Regions from separate parts of the Mus musculus genome. Here region 1 is linked to region 2. The links are chromatin contacts, called in public promoter capture Hi-C maps. All regions are on one chromosome and are shown on one strand. The core of a region is the stretch at or near the end of the contact, and the rest is flanking DNA. Distances in the headings are between cores, read along the strand shown. Region 1 holds the start of Irf1 (interferon regulatory factor 1). Region 2 holds the start of Kif3a (kinesin family member 3A).

Evidence for each region. Capture Hi-C pulls out chosen DNA fragments and counts their contacts.
Region 1: a promoter capture Hi-C map of adipose tissue shows a contact between it and region 2. The contact joins the promoter of Irf1 here to the promoter of Kif3a in region 2. A contact is called at or near these places in 1 of 15 datasets of contacts at CTCF or cohesin (the NIH/3T3 cell line), 1 of 115 datasets of contacts at active chromatin or transcription factors (memory CD8 T cells) and 2 of 9 other capture datasets (adipose tissue and liver).

The regions. Positions count from the first base shown.
Region 1 is chr11:53,767,237-53,773,576 of GRCm38.p6, forward strand. Irf1 (interferon regulatory factor 1) reads left to right here and starts at 2,778. Exons shown (of 10, transcript NM_008390.2): 1 at 2,778-3,042; 2 at 4,048-4,139; 3 at 5,603-5,702. The coding sequence starts at 4,053.
Region 2 is chr11:53,563,356-53,569,234 of GRCm38.p6, forward strand. It overlaps Kif3a (kinesin family member 3A), which reads left to right and starts at 4,014. Exons shown (of 18, transcript NM_008443.4): 1 at 4,014-4,176. The coding sequence starts at 4,171. It overlaps A430108G06Rik (RIKEN cDNA A430108G06 gene), which reads right to left and starts at 3,958. Exons shown (of 2, transcript NR_168001.1): 1 at 3,482-3,958; 2 at 1,299-2,359.

The DNA of each region.
Region 1 (6,340 bases), core at 1,528-4,027, 200 kb after region 2:
GAGAATAATAATTTCATTCCTTAAAAAAAAAAAAATTTACTTTTAAGAGTTGAGTGTAGATGCCTAGGGAGGCCAGAAAAGGGCATCAGATTTCCAGGAGCTAACATCACAGATGGTTGTGAGAAGCCCAGTGTGGGTGTTGAGAGTCCACTCAGGTCATCTGCAAGAGCAGCGAGTTGCTTCTTTCTCATTGTGCTTTTCCCCAGCCCCAGGGGAACGCCAAAAGCACAAGATACCAACCAAGCTTTCAGACTCAGCGCTACAGCCTGTGTTCCCCGCTTTTCTAAGAACAACTGAGGGAGCGGGAAGTGGGGTGGGAAGACAGAGGGTTTGAGCCTAGCTGAAGATGTAGCTCAGTTGGCATAGCGCTTGCCCAGCGTGTACAAAGCCTGGGTTCCACCCCCAATGCCAAAAATTCCCAATGAAGCGGTGCATACTTGCATGCTCAACATTTGATAGGTTAAAAGCAAGTTCAGAACTCAAGGTCGGCCTGGGATATGGTGAGCTGTCTCAAAAAAAAAAAAATTAGAAACTGGCTGGGTGGTGTGGTACATGCCTATAATCTCAGCGCTTGGGTGGTAGACACAGATGGAGCTCTATAAGTTTGAGAGTACCCTGGTCTACAAAGCTCTAGGACAGTCAAGGCTACATAGAGAAACCCTGCCTAGACCCTCCCTCCCCCCCCAAAAAAAAACCATAGCCCTATACCCAATCATAGGCATATTATTTATAATTTTAAATCAAGTACCAGGCAAGATGGTGGTACCGACTTGTAATCCCAGCATTAGGAAATAGAAGCAGGAAGATGAGTTGTTTAAGGCTAACCCAGGCTACAGAAGACCCTCTTCCAAAAATAAATAAATAAATAAAAATAAATAAATAAATAAATAAATTTTAAAAAAGGAGAACCCCTAAAGTCAAAGTGGGAAAAACCTCGCATAGAACATTTAAAAGATGAAAATGGTCAGTTTCACTGTTAAATCGTAGCAGTGAGGGTGGGACAGGGACATCTCCTAAGCAGAAGACTGTTAGTGTGTGTGTAGAGACTTTGCTCACAGTGTTGTCTCTATTGGGAAAAGGTGGAAATAACCTAAATGTCCTACAACAGGGTATTTATCTATCGGGTAAATTTTTATTTATCCTTATGACAGAAAACAGGTACCCATCACTAACAAGGCTGCATATGGACATTCCAGGACACAGGCTGACTTTCATTATGTATACCCACACAGTTATTTTGATGTAATTTGTAGTCTCTGGTTGCTTTCAGTAGGGTCTCTGTGGGCTTCAAGAGTTACAAAGTTTCTCTCCCTAATCTCATTTTGAATTTTCCATTGGCTGGTCAGAGTGTCTCCACAGAGCAAGTATACATCTGTTGCACAGAGAGCAGGTGTCAGATTCAGAGTCATGTGATCAGAAGGCCCTGGTCTCTAGTGATTCTCTTAATTTGCGACTTCAAATACCTCCGTATTTATTCTAGAGTCTCAATTCCTCCTTCCAAATCCTCCTGCCACCTTGAATCTCCTAGCTCGTCTATGAGGCAGTGACGTTACAGGTACAATCGTCCATTGATGTGTGTATTACAGCTTGCAACATTCAAACTGGGTGCTGTCCTAGACGGACAGCTAGGGTGAGGAAGGTGACACAAGAGAATGACACGGTAGAGGACTGATGTACTTGTGAGTCAGAAGCTGCGAGGAAGCGAATGAAGAAGCCTGAGGGGCCAGAGTTCGGAGATGGAACATGTATACACTAGCCCAGCCGCTAAGAGAAAGAACAAACTGGCAAGGTTTACTCGTGAACACCAGTTAACCCGCTGCCCTTGCCATCCCCTTGGGACCTGGGTCCCCCCTTAGCCACAATTTCCCTATGCTGCCCAGAACTTCTCCAGAGCCAGGCTTTGGGGACTCAGAAATGACTTCAAGACTATCAGAGAGGAACTCTCTCCCTAGGGCTACGTCGAGGATGGAGAGCTGAAGTAGGTGTCATAGAAGGAACCACGGCCACTTCGGAATTTTATCCACTTCTTTGGTGTTAGGTAGTCCCAAGGAATAAGGGTCGCCTTGGTCACCGCTAGCTAGAACCTCGTGTGGCACAGGAAAGCACACCCGCATCTTGTGCCCATGTAAGCAAACACATCATCTCTCCCCATAAGGACAAGGTGTTCCCCCATCACTTCAGACTAGCAAGTGAGCTATTGACATTTTATGGTTACGGAGTCCTTGAGTCCTTCAACGGCTGGCCCTGCAGAGTCCAGGCTGGGAGTTCCTACTGCCCCGTATTTCCAAGTTAGGCCTTCTGCCTCAATTTCCCAGAGCAGCCAAGTGGCAAGTAAGGCGGTACAGGGACATAATCTCTCCCTTCTTGACACTTCATTACCAGACTGATTTTGAGGGTGATTTAGTCCCGGGGACCCTTCTGGAGAGGGAATCAGGTGTTCTAGAGACATAGGGAGTTAGGTGTCTCCCGTGGAGAAGGGGAAGACCATCATAGGAGCCAGCAGGCTGGGAGTCTGCAGAAAGAGGGGGACGGTCTCGGCTTTCCAAGACAGGCAAGGGGGCAGGGGAGTGGAGTGGAGCAAGGGGCGGGCCCGCGGTAGCCCCGGGGCGGTGGCGCGGGCCCGAGGGGGTGGGGAGCACAGCTGCCTTGTACTTCCCCTTCGCCGCTTAGCTCTACAACAGCCTGATTTCCCCGAAATGATGAGGCCGAGTGGGCCAATGGGCGCGCAGGAGCGGCGCGGCGGGGGCGTGGCCGAGTCCGGGCCGGGGAATCCCGCTAAGTGTTTAGATTTCTTCGCGGCGCCGCGGACTCGCCAGTGCGCACCACTCCTTCGTCGAGGTAGGACGTGCTTTCACAGTCTAAGCCGAACCGAACCGAACCGAACCGAACCGAACCGGGCCGAGTTGCGCCGAGGTCAGCCGAGGTGGCCAGAGGGACCCCAGCATCTCGGGCATCTTTCGCTTCGTGCGCGCATCGCGTACCTACACCGCAACTCCGTGCCTCGCTCTCCGGCACCCTCTGCGAATCGCTCCTGCAGCAAAGGTGAGCTCGCCGGAGCTGCGCGGGCACCGACGGGTGCCGTGGAACAAAAGGCGCACGGGACACCAGGAAGTGGGGGCCAGAGACACCCTGGGTCGCGGTGGCGCGCTGGCTCGGGAGGGCGCTGCAAGCGGGCGGGAGGCGGGCCGCGGCGTGCACCGCCCTCTGGCCGCGCTCGGCGGTCTGCGTGCGCGGAGCCGCTGCGGGGCCTCTTGGTAGCCCAGAGTGGCCGTCGCGCGCACCCGCGAGCAGCGCCGGGGGACTCGGATGTCCGCCTGCGCGCACTTTTGGCGGTCGCAGCTTGGCTCCCAGCTCTTGCTTTCGGACGCGCAGTGTTCGGTGCAGAGGTTGGCTCGCTGCCTTGACTGGCTGGACCGGGTCGTGAACTACTGGGCTTTCGGGAGGAGGTGCCACAGGTGTTGCTTGCGCCACTTCTCTTAACAGCAGGGGAAACCAGGCCGGAAGGGGTTGCGCCCCAGCCTGTATGTTGTGGGCACTGGCTGTCAAGAGGGGACATAGACTGGATTGGAGTGGGTGGGTAGAAGTGCCCGAGATGGAGGTTGACTTGCTTGCTTGCACAGCCTGGAAGGTGCAGGGCTGGGGGTGACAAGCAAAAGTAGTCCCTTCCTTCTTCCAAAGATTGAATTTTGAGAGAAAAGTTCTGTCATTGAGATGTCTGTCTTTTGGCTTTTTTTTTTTTTTTGCACATATATCCTGCAACCATCCATCCATCCAGACTTGCTTGGTTGTTTATTCCTGAGACTGACTGGGAGAGACTGAAAAGAATGGGCAGGTGGCTTTGCCCATGATGCTGGAGAGTTTCATTCTACTTCAGGGTCCCTAATCTATGACCTGGGTACCTGGCTGATGGCAGGAGAGTGGGGGAGGGTAATGACCTGGGTGTGAGGACAGGAGAAGGTAATTGAGCGAGCGGCCTTGGGTGGAGCAGGGCAGTGCCCAGGGTTGTTTAACAGACTCCAAACACAGGCCTCTGTCTTTTCCCTCCAGCCACCATGCCAATCACTCGAATGCGGATGAGACCCTGGCTAGAGATGCAGATTAATTCCAACCAAATCCCAGGGCTGATCTGGATCAATAAAGTGAGTGTTATCCTGCGTATTCCTGCCACTGTTTAATGCATGTTCTCTTGGGGCGCCAAATTTCATGAGTGAACGTTAAGAGAGCAGGAAAATGTATTTCCCAGTGGGTGCTGCATGCCAGAACGTGCAAGGTCTGACTTCTGCCTCCTGCTTCTTCCTTCCTGAAGCTGTGGCCAGCTCACCCTCCTAGTGGTACAGTCCTCAGCACCAAAACTTCTCAGCTTCTGCAGAGCCTGGGTTCCTCTCTCTTCCAAGAGAAACACTGTATACATAAGTCTTACATGGCTCCAGTTGGATAGACAAGACAGACAGAAAAGCAGTCGATAGTGGTTAGGAACGGGACTAGTTACGTAGGAGACCCAAGAAGCCACAGCTGGCATGCATGGCAGTATAGCAGCAGCAGTAGCATTGGTGATAATTAATATGTGCTTGGCACCTTTTTTGATATGTTACCAAATTGTGCATTTTAACCGGCATAGTAATCCTGTGAGATGGGTCTCGCGTAAGGAAACTGAGGCACTTTAAGGTAGATTACAAAGTCATGTAAAAAGTGTGAAACCCAAGACCAACTTGAACCAACTTGATTGAAATAGTATACAGTTAACCAGCAGTAACAAGAGTGGTGGTGGTAAGAGCCTCCTGGATCTTGGGGCTGGTGAGCTTGCTCAGCAGGTAAAGGCACCACCTTCCAGTGAGCCTGAAGGCCTAACTTTGATCCCTAGAGTCCTCTCATGGTAGGAGGTTGGCCTCTGACCTGTACATAAGTGCCCTGGCTTGTATCTCTCTCTCCTCTCTCTCTCTCTCTTTCTCTCTCTCTCTCTCTCTCTCTCACACACACACTCACAATACACGCATAAAAATTTAAAAAACAGAACTAAAAAAAAACTTAACTCATGGTGGCTGTTGTTCCCATACATACTTTTTATTAAAAACAAACAGTCCCCCACCCACCCACCCCCACACATACACAAACCTTTTCTCTTTATGTCTTACCTAAGGGGAGAAGAGTAGGGCAATATTACATAGGCAGCCCTCACCCAGGTCTGGTTCAGGGATCCCTTGGGAGTATGAGCAGGAGCCTATCTATGTAGGAGTCACTGTGCCAGGCGTCCTGAGGAGACTCTAAAGCAAGAAGGTCCCATGTTCCAATGCTCGGTAGCCAGAGAGAAGCATCCAAGGCCTGCCAGGCCAGGGCTGAGAAGGGGGTGCTGCTTAGGTTCTCAGCACATCCACAGTGTGGGGCAGGGGTGTCTTTGAGCTTCTGGTGCTGTGGCTCATCAGAACCTAAGCCCCCTACTGCCCTTCCTAAAAGATGCAGAGTGCCCTGTTACAGGCAGCCAAGACGGGTCAATCCAGGCCAGATGTCGGGGTAAAAAGGGGAAGTCAGCCTTTTCCCATACTTGGGGGCTGCGCATCCTCGGTCGCACTCTGAGCTGACTCGGTCTTCTATGTACACTGTTCAGGAAGAGATGATCTTCCAGATTCCATGGAAGCACGCTGCTAAGCACGGCTGGGACATCAACAAGGATGCCTGTCTGTTCCGGAGCTGGGCCATTCACACAGGTGGGCAGGGTGGGGGAGGGGGCAGAGGAGAGACAGGGGGAGACATACACTACCATCAGTGTTCTGGGTGGCCTCTGAGCTCCCTGACACAGCATGCAGAATTACTGGAGCAGGGGGGTGAGATGCACCTATGTTTTTCTAGGACAGAATCATTGTTCTAGCAAGTTCTCAGAGGATTTATAAAGGCAAAAAAAAAAAAATGTTAGAAAGCATGTGTGCTTTAAGGAGTCTGTATAGAATACAGTTCCTAGAAAAAACAGTTGTGAGTCAGGGTACCAAGAGACTTCCATCTTCCTTTCTCAAGGTCCTTGACCTAAGCCCCATCTGGTTGGTGGCCTCCTTTCTTCCCTTCAGGAGTCAGGCCCTCATTCCAATTCAGACCTGTTAGTAACTGTCCTCGGGGCCGGCGCTGTGCCCACTTGTACTGCAGAAACATCAGATAAGGCCTCAGTCCCAGTAGTCTCTGGCTGCTGAGAACCTAAGCAGGGAGACTGTTGAGGTCCAAGTCAGCGCAGTTATGGGGGACGGAGACTCAAGTGAGCCCATTTGAGTCCTTCACAGTCTGCTGGATGTCTAAGCCAACTCTGGGCATGTGAGAAGCCCCAGGGCCCGTTGACAGTTGGTTTTTGCTAGTATGG
Region 2 (5,879 bases), core at 2,764-5,263:
ATTTCCTTTTCATCCCTTGCTCCACTTTTTCTCCTGCCTTTCTTCCTCTTTGTTTTTTAAACCATTATTACTATTTCATATGTATAAGGGTTTTGTCTGCATGCGTGTCATGGACATGCCTGGTGCCCAAGGAAGCCAGAAGAGAGCACTGGATCCCTTAGAACTGGAGTTACAGTGTGAGTAACCATGTGGAATGAGGATTGAAGCAAGGAACTCTGGGAGAGCAGTCCATGCTATTACCCACTGTATTGTCTCTCCAGACCCTCATTACTTTGTTTGTTTTGTTTTGTTTTTTGTTTTTGTTTGAGACAGATCTTACTGTGCAGCTCTGACCTGGGACTCACTATACATACACACCTAGGCTTGAAGCCACAGGTATCTATCTACCTGTCTCTGCCTCTCCCAAGTTCTGGGTTTGCCACACCTGACCTCCTTTGTCTCCTGGATCTCAGGTTGTCTCAGACATAGCATGGAGCTGAGGATGACCTTGAATTTCCGATTCTCCTGCCTCTGCCCATTTGTGCCAGCTTTGTGTGGTGGTGCTTAGAACGGAACCCAGGGATTCGGGCTAACTAGACAAGGACTCAACCAAGGCACAGTTGTTGCCCCTCGAAGATGTTGTTATGGAAACCGACTCTGAGTATAGTAAGGCATGGAGAGTGTACCACAGTGGTAAGAATCAAGCTCTGGTTTTACTCTAAGGCAGATTCTTTTTTTTTTTTTTTCTTCTCTGTGTGTAGCCCTGGCTGTCCTGGAACTCACTCTGTAGACCAGGCTGGCCTCGAACTCAGAAATCCGCCTGCCTCTGTCTCCCGAGTGCTGGGATTAAAGGCGTGCGCCACCACTGCCCGGCTAAGGCAGATTCTTCAATGGGCTGTGTTGAAGGATTGGGATTGGGGTGGAAGAGAGACACTGGGGTTTGAGCAGAGCAATTGTCAGAATTCTGTTTCTAGTTGAGAGGAGGAAGCCTAGATGGAGCCTTTCTGTGTATATGTGACAGGGATAGTGTGGAGGAAGGGAGGCCAAGAGGACTGGGGAACAGGACTTAAACTTTGACAGAATAAACTTAAAATATCCGTTATGCAACCTAGTGGACTGATGCTCAGGGGAGAGGTTGGGTGGAAGGAGGGTGGATCATTGGTTCTTCTGGGCCAGGTTCTGCACTAGGCTGTGGTGAGACAGGTGAGACTCTGGACTTACTCCAAAGTAGCTCTGTTTTTGCTGGTGGTACAGGAAATAAACTTACAAGCGCAGTCATTCTGGAAGGCCTGCTCCCCATGCTTCTGGATCCGATGTATGATGGCCATTTTTCTTTTATGTTAACTTTTGTATAGTATTAATAATTTGATTTTTTTACACAACCAAAAACCTTTACATCAGTGGAAGGCATTTGAACATAAAGCAATATACTCGAAACGGATTCATTTCAGTCTTTCAGCAAACATTCAAATACTATCTCAGAGAAGTAACACAAAGAGGAAAAACCATCTTAAAGTGTCTAGCCTCAAGAGGCTCGTGGTGGCCTATATAGCTCTGTGTAGTATAGTATGATGTAATGTAACATACATTCAAATGCAGGATCTTACAAGGTAAAATAGGCATAACTAGGAACATGAATTCTGTAGCATAAATTTTTTGCAACCTACTTTTAAGAAGGGTTCAACCTCTCCTCTAGCCTACCACTCAGCAGAGGGAGTGGAAGAGACACGTTATTAGGATGGAGGGAAGTGGACCTGTTCAACGATAGTTCTTTGGAGGTGAGCTTGATCTTCTTGGTCAGCAGATCAGTCCCATAGCAAATACCAAATACAACTCAGCAGCTTCAGACCAGTCCTCTAGGCAGGCAGACACCAACCATGAACCAACAACTACATTCCAGTCCTCTTGGCAGGCAGACACCAATCACGAACCAGCAACTGTAGTTCAATCCTGGAGAAGTTGCCAGGCTTGTCAACCGGCCTGAGGAGAGGCCTTAGACGCAGCAAGCTACCATAGGAACCTTATGAGCAGTTTCTTTGTTGAGTTTCTCTCAGTATCAGAGTTGAGCTCAATGTAAGGCGAACCAATACATGAATGTTGTTAGAGAAGAATATTGAGGTGGAGCAAATCAAACCAGTGCTCTGTGCTCGTCTCCCACTGTCAGCGGGGTCATGTTTCTACTCCTTCATCACAGGTCCTTTCATGAGTTTGCTCTATCCAAACACCCTTTCACCTGTGTCTGCTTCAGGAAAACAGTCTTTCACGTGTTTGCTTTAGCAAGACATCCTTTCACCTTTGTGCCCCAGCAAAACATTGCTTGGCATAACTTTCCAAGGAAACCAGAACTTTCCACTTCAAGACTCATTTAGAATAGAGACATCTTAAAAAAAAAAAAACCAAAAACTTTAGTGGCCAGCAAGATTGCTCAGTGGGTAGATGTGCTTGCCACTAAGTCTGACTACCTCAGCTCCATCAGTGAGGTCACACAGGGAAAGAAGAAGAGGAGACCAACTCCTGAAAGGTGTTCTCTGACCTCCACACATATGAGCTGTGGCATATGCGTATTGGACCATACACTTACATAAATAAGTATAAAACTGTAATGAAAGGATAGGGGGTTGTCATTTATTAGCAACAGCTGTGCAATGGTGGTCTACATGACCATAAGAAATGGGTATTTTACCTTCTCCTACTCAGCATCTTTGAGAAGTAATACAAAACATGTTTCTAATAGTCAAGACTAACTGTGATGTATTGAAGAGGAAGTTTTGAAAGAAGACTTTTTTTTTCTTTTTTTTTGAGACAGGGCTTCTCTGTGTAACCATGGCTGTCCTGGAACTCACTCTGTCAACCAGGCTGCCCTTAAACTCAGAAATCCGCCTGCCTCTGCCTCCCAAGTGCTGGGATTAAAGGGGTGCGCCACCACTGCCCAGCAAAAGAAGACTTTTTTACAATTAAGTATATGTGTGTCTCTATGAGTGGATATATGCATGTGAGTACAGTTCCCACAGAGACCAAAAGAGGGCATGGGATTCCCCTAGAGCTGCAGTTGTGAATGCCTGACCTGAGTGCTGGGACCCTAACTCCAGCCCTTTGCAAGATCAGTATGCATTCTTAACTGCTGAGCCAGTTCTTCAGACCCAAGATGAACATTTTGAATGTTAACACAGAACACACTTTATAATTACTTGCAACTTAAACTCTCCTATAACTTCCGGGTGTGATGAAGATGCCTTTAATGCCAGCACTCGTGAGTCAAAAGATCTCTGTGAGCTCAAGGTCATCCTGGTCTATCCAGTGAGAAACCCCCCCCCCCAAGACAAACCAAAAACAAAACAAACTCTCCCATAACTGAGAAACCCTAAGCAGTTCTGTTGGGCAAATGGCTATTTAGACGGAGCTTCTCCTTTGAGTTAGGTCTCAAACTCCCAACAAATGGTTGAGGTGCCTTTTTCACATATTAAAGCAGACCTGGATGCTCCCAGCATCCCTCAGTCCCTACCTGTTACAGGGTTGGCTGGCATAGTCCACCCCGTGAACCTTCCGGCCCAGGTGCTGAGCTGCCCTTCTGGGGTCCTTCCCTATATAATCCATCCATTTTGACTCTGCTGGTCATTTTCACTTTTTTTCCCCCTTTACCTTCCTGGCCTGTTGGTCTCCTTGGTCTCCGCTCTCTCCTCATATGGCTGGATCAGGGTCCTGTTCATTCAAACTTTTGGTGCAGACAGATAGTAGAGATAAACAGAACCCAACCCCTGATATTCCTCATAAAATAAGGAGTCATCAGAATCTGGTACGCTATTGTCCACTGTTGTTTTCAATATTTGGGACACTGCCAGCGCCGGAAGCTCCTGGCAGTCTGAGCGGGTCAGATGTCCTGGTGGCCTCAACATGAACCAGCTTTACAGAGCAGAGCGATGGCAGCACCCCGCAGGCGTTGCCCCAGTCTAGCGTCCATGGAGATGGACGCGGAAAGGCCTTGCGCATGCGTACTTCAAGAGCCCAGGACACCCGAGATTGGGCGGGGCGAGCTCAGAGTGCGCCTGCGCACTGCCCTCTGTAGCTGTGTGAGCCGCAGTCTCTGGAGCGCTAAGGTGTTGCGGTCGCCTGTGGCCAGCCTCGCCCCCAAACCCGGTGTTGTTGGGCTGCATCCGGAGTGGGGACGTTGGCGGAGCACCGGACGCGGCCACCATGCCGGTGAGGATGGACAGTCGGCCACGGGGGCTTCGGCTCATCGTGTCGGCCCTGCTCGGGGGCGCGGCCGTTGCCATAGAAGCGCGCGGCGGGCGGGGCAGGGTGGCCAGGCCGGGAGGCCTTGGAGGAGAAGGGCGGTGGGGCGGCGGGGCTGGGGTCCGGACGCATCGGGGGCCGCTCGGGACCCGCCCAGTTGCCCCGGAACGCGTTGCATCTCGCCAGGCCTGCTCTGCCAGACAGAAAAGCACCGCGCGGACAGTGGAGGCTTGGTGGCTGCGCGTGGCCACCATGGTCTTGCGGATGCTCGGAACCCCAGAGTCTACGCTCTGGCCCCCTACTTCCCTGGGTATAAGCTGTCATTCCGAGCGGGCACCTTAGCTTATGGTGCAGAATGTAACCTGTAGGTGTCTTTGTGCGAGTATGCGGTGGCGATTTGGTTACCTCCTAGGATTTCACGGATTGTTATCGTGCCATAATAAGGGGGTGGTTGTAAGTCCCATTGGAGAAGACTTGAGCCATGGTAGATTATATATTGGTTATGGGGCCTTCGATGGTTATTTACAGCGTCTGGGCCCTTAGTTCCTACACATTTAAACTTTCCTTCTTGGGGTTTTTATCAAGGCAAAATAAATTAATGCACAGGACACTTGAAGGACAGGGCTTGACATTTAGCACAAAATGCTCAGTGTTTGTTTATATTTATTGCTTTATTGAATAATGAATATTCAACAAAGATTGCGCACTAGCCGTATATATGTTAACTATGCAGGCGGTAAGGTTGTGCTAGGTGTTTTTAATTCAATTTTTATTTTATGTGTATGAGTGTTTGCATGTATGTATGTATGTGCACCACGTGCCAGGGGAAGGAAGAAGAGTGCATGGAATTATTTGGAACTGAAGTTAAAAGCAGTAGTAAGCTGCCATGTGGGTGCTGGAAACTCAGCCCAGGTCCTCTGTAAGGTCCTCTGTAAGTGCTCTTAACCACTGGCCCATCTCTCCAGCCTCATTACCAAAGTTTTGACTTTGGAGAAGAGGTGAAAACCATATACATTTAACAGAGAAAAGACAGCCTTAATAAATGAAGTGAGTAATCTGCATATGGCAGAAATTGGATCTGGTGAATTGGAAAAGGTTTCCATAAAGGAATGCTGGCCTACAGATAACAGATCTACTTTTGTTTTCAAAAGACTTAAATTGCTATATTTGTGAAGTTTCTCAGTTTTAGCAGATGACTAAAATACTTAAAAATGCTTTGAGCCAGCTGGCCAACACTTTGAAAGGTTGAGGGAGGAGGATTTAGAGTTTAAGGCTGGTCGGGCAGTGGTGGCACCTTTAAACCCAGCACTTGGGAGGCAGAGGCTGACGGATCTCTGTGAGTTCAAGGCCAGCCTGGTCTATGGAGTAAGTTCCAGGAGAGCCAAGGCTACACATAGAAATCCTGTCTCAAGTTCAAAGCTATCCTTGGCTTCATAAAGAATTCTAGGCTGCCCCGTGCTTCATGGGACCCAGTATCAGAACAAAACAAAAATACTTTGAGGCAAATAAAAGGATTTTATGGGTTGAATTCAGACCCTTGATTCCTTGTTTGAATCTCAGATGAATATACCATGACAGACATCAGTCAAGGAGCAACCCAGAGTCAAAATGTATTCTTTAAAAGCTCTCTCTCAGAGTCTACTAAATAGAAAAAGCATTTGACCTAGTCA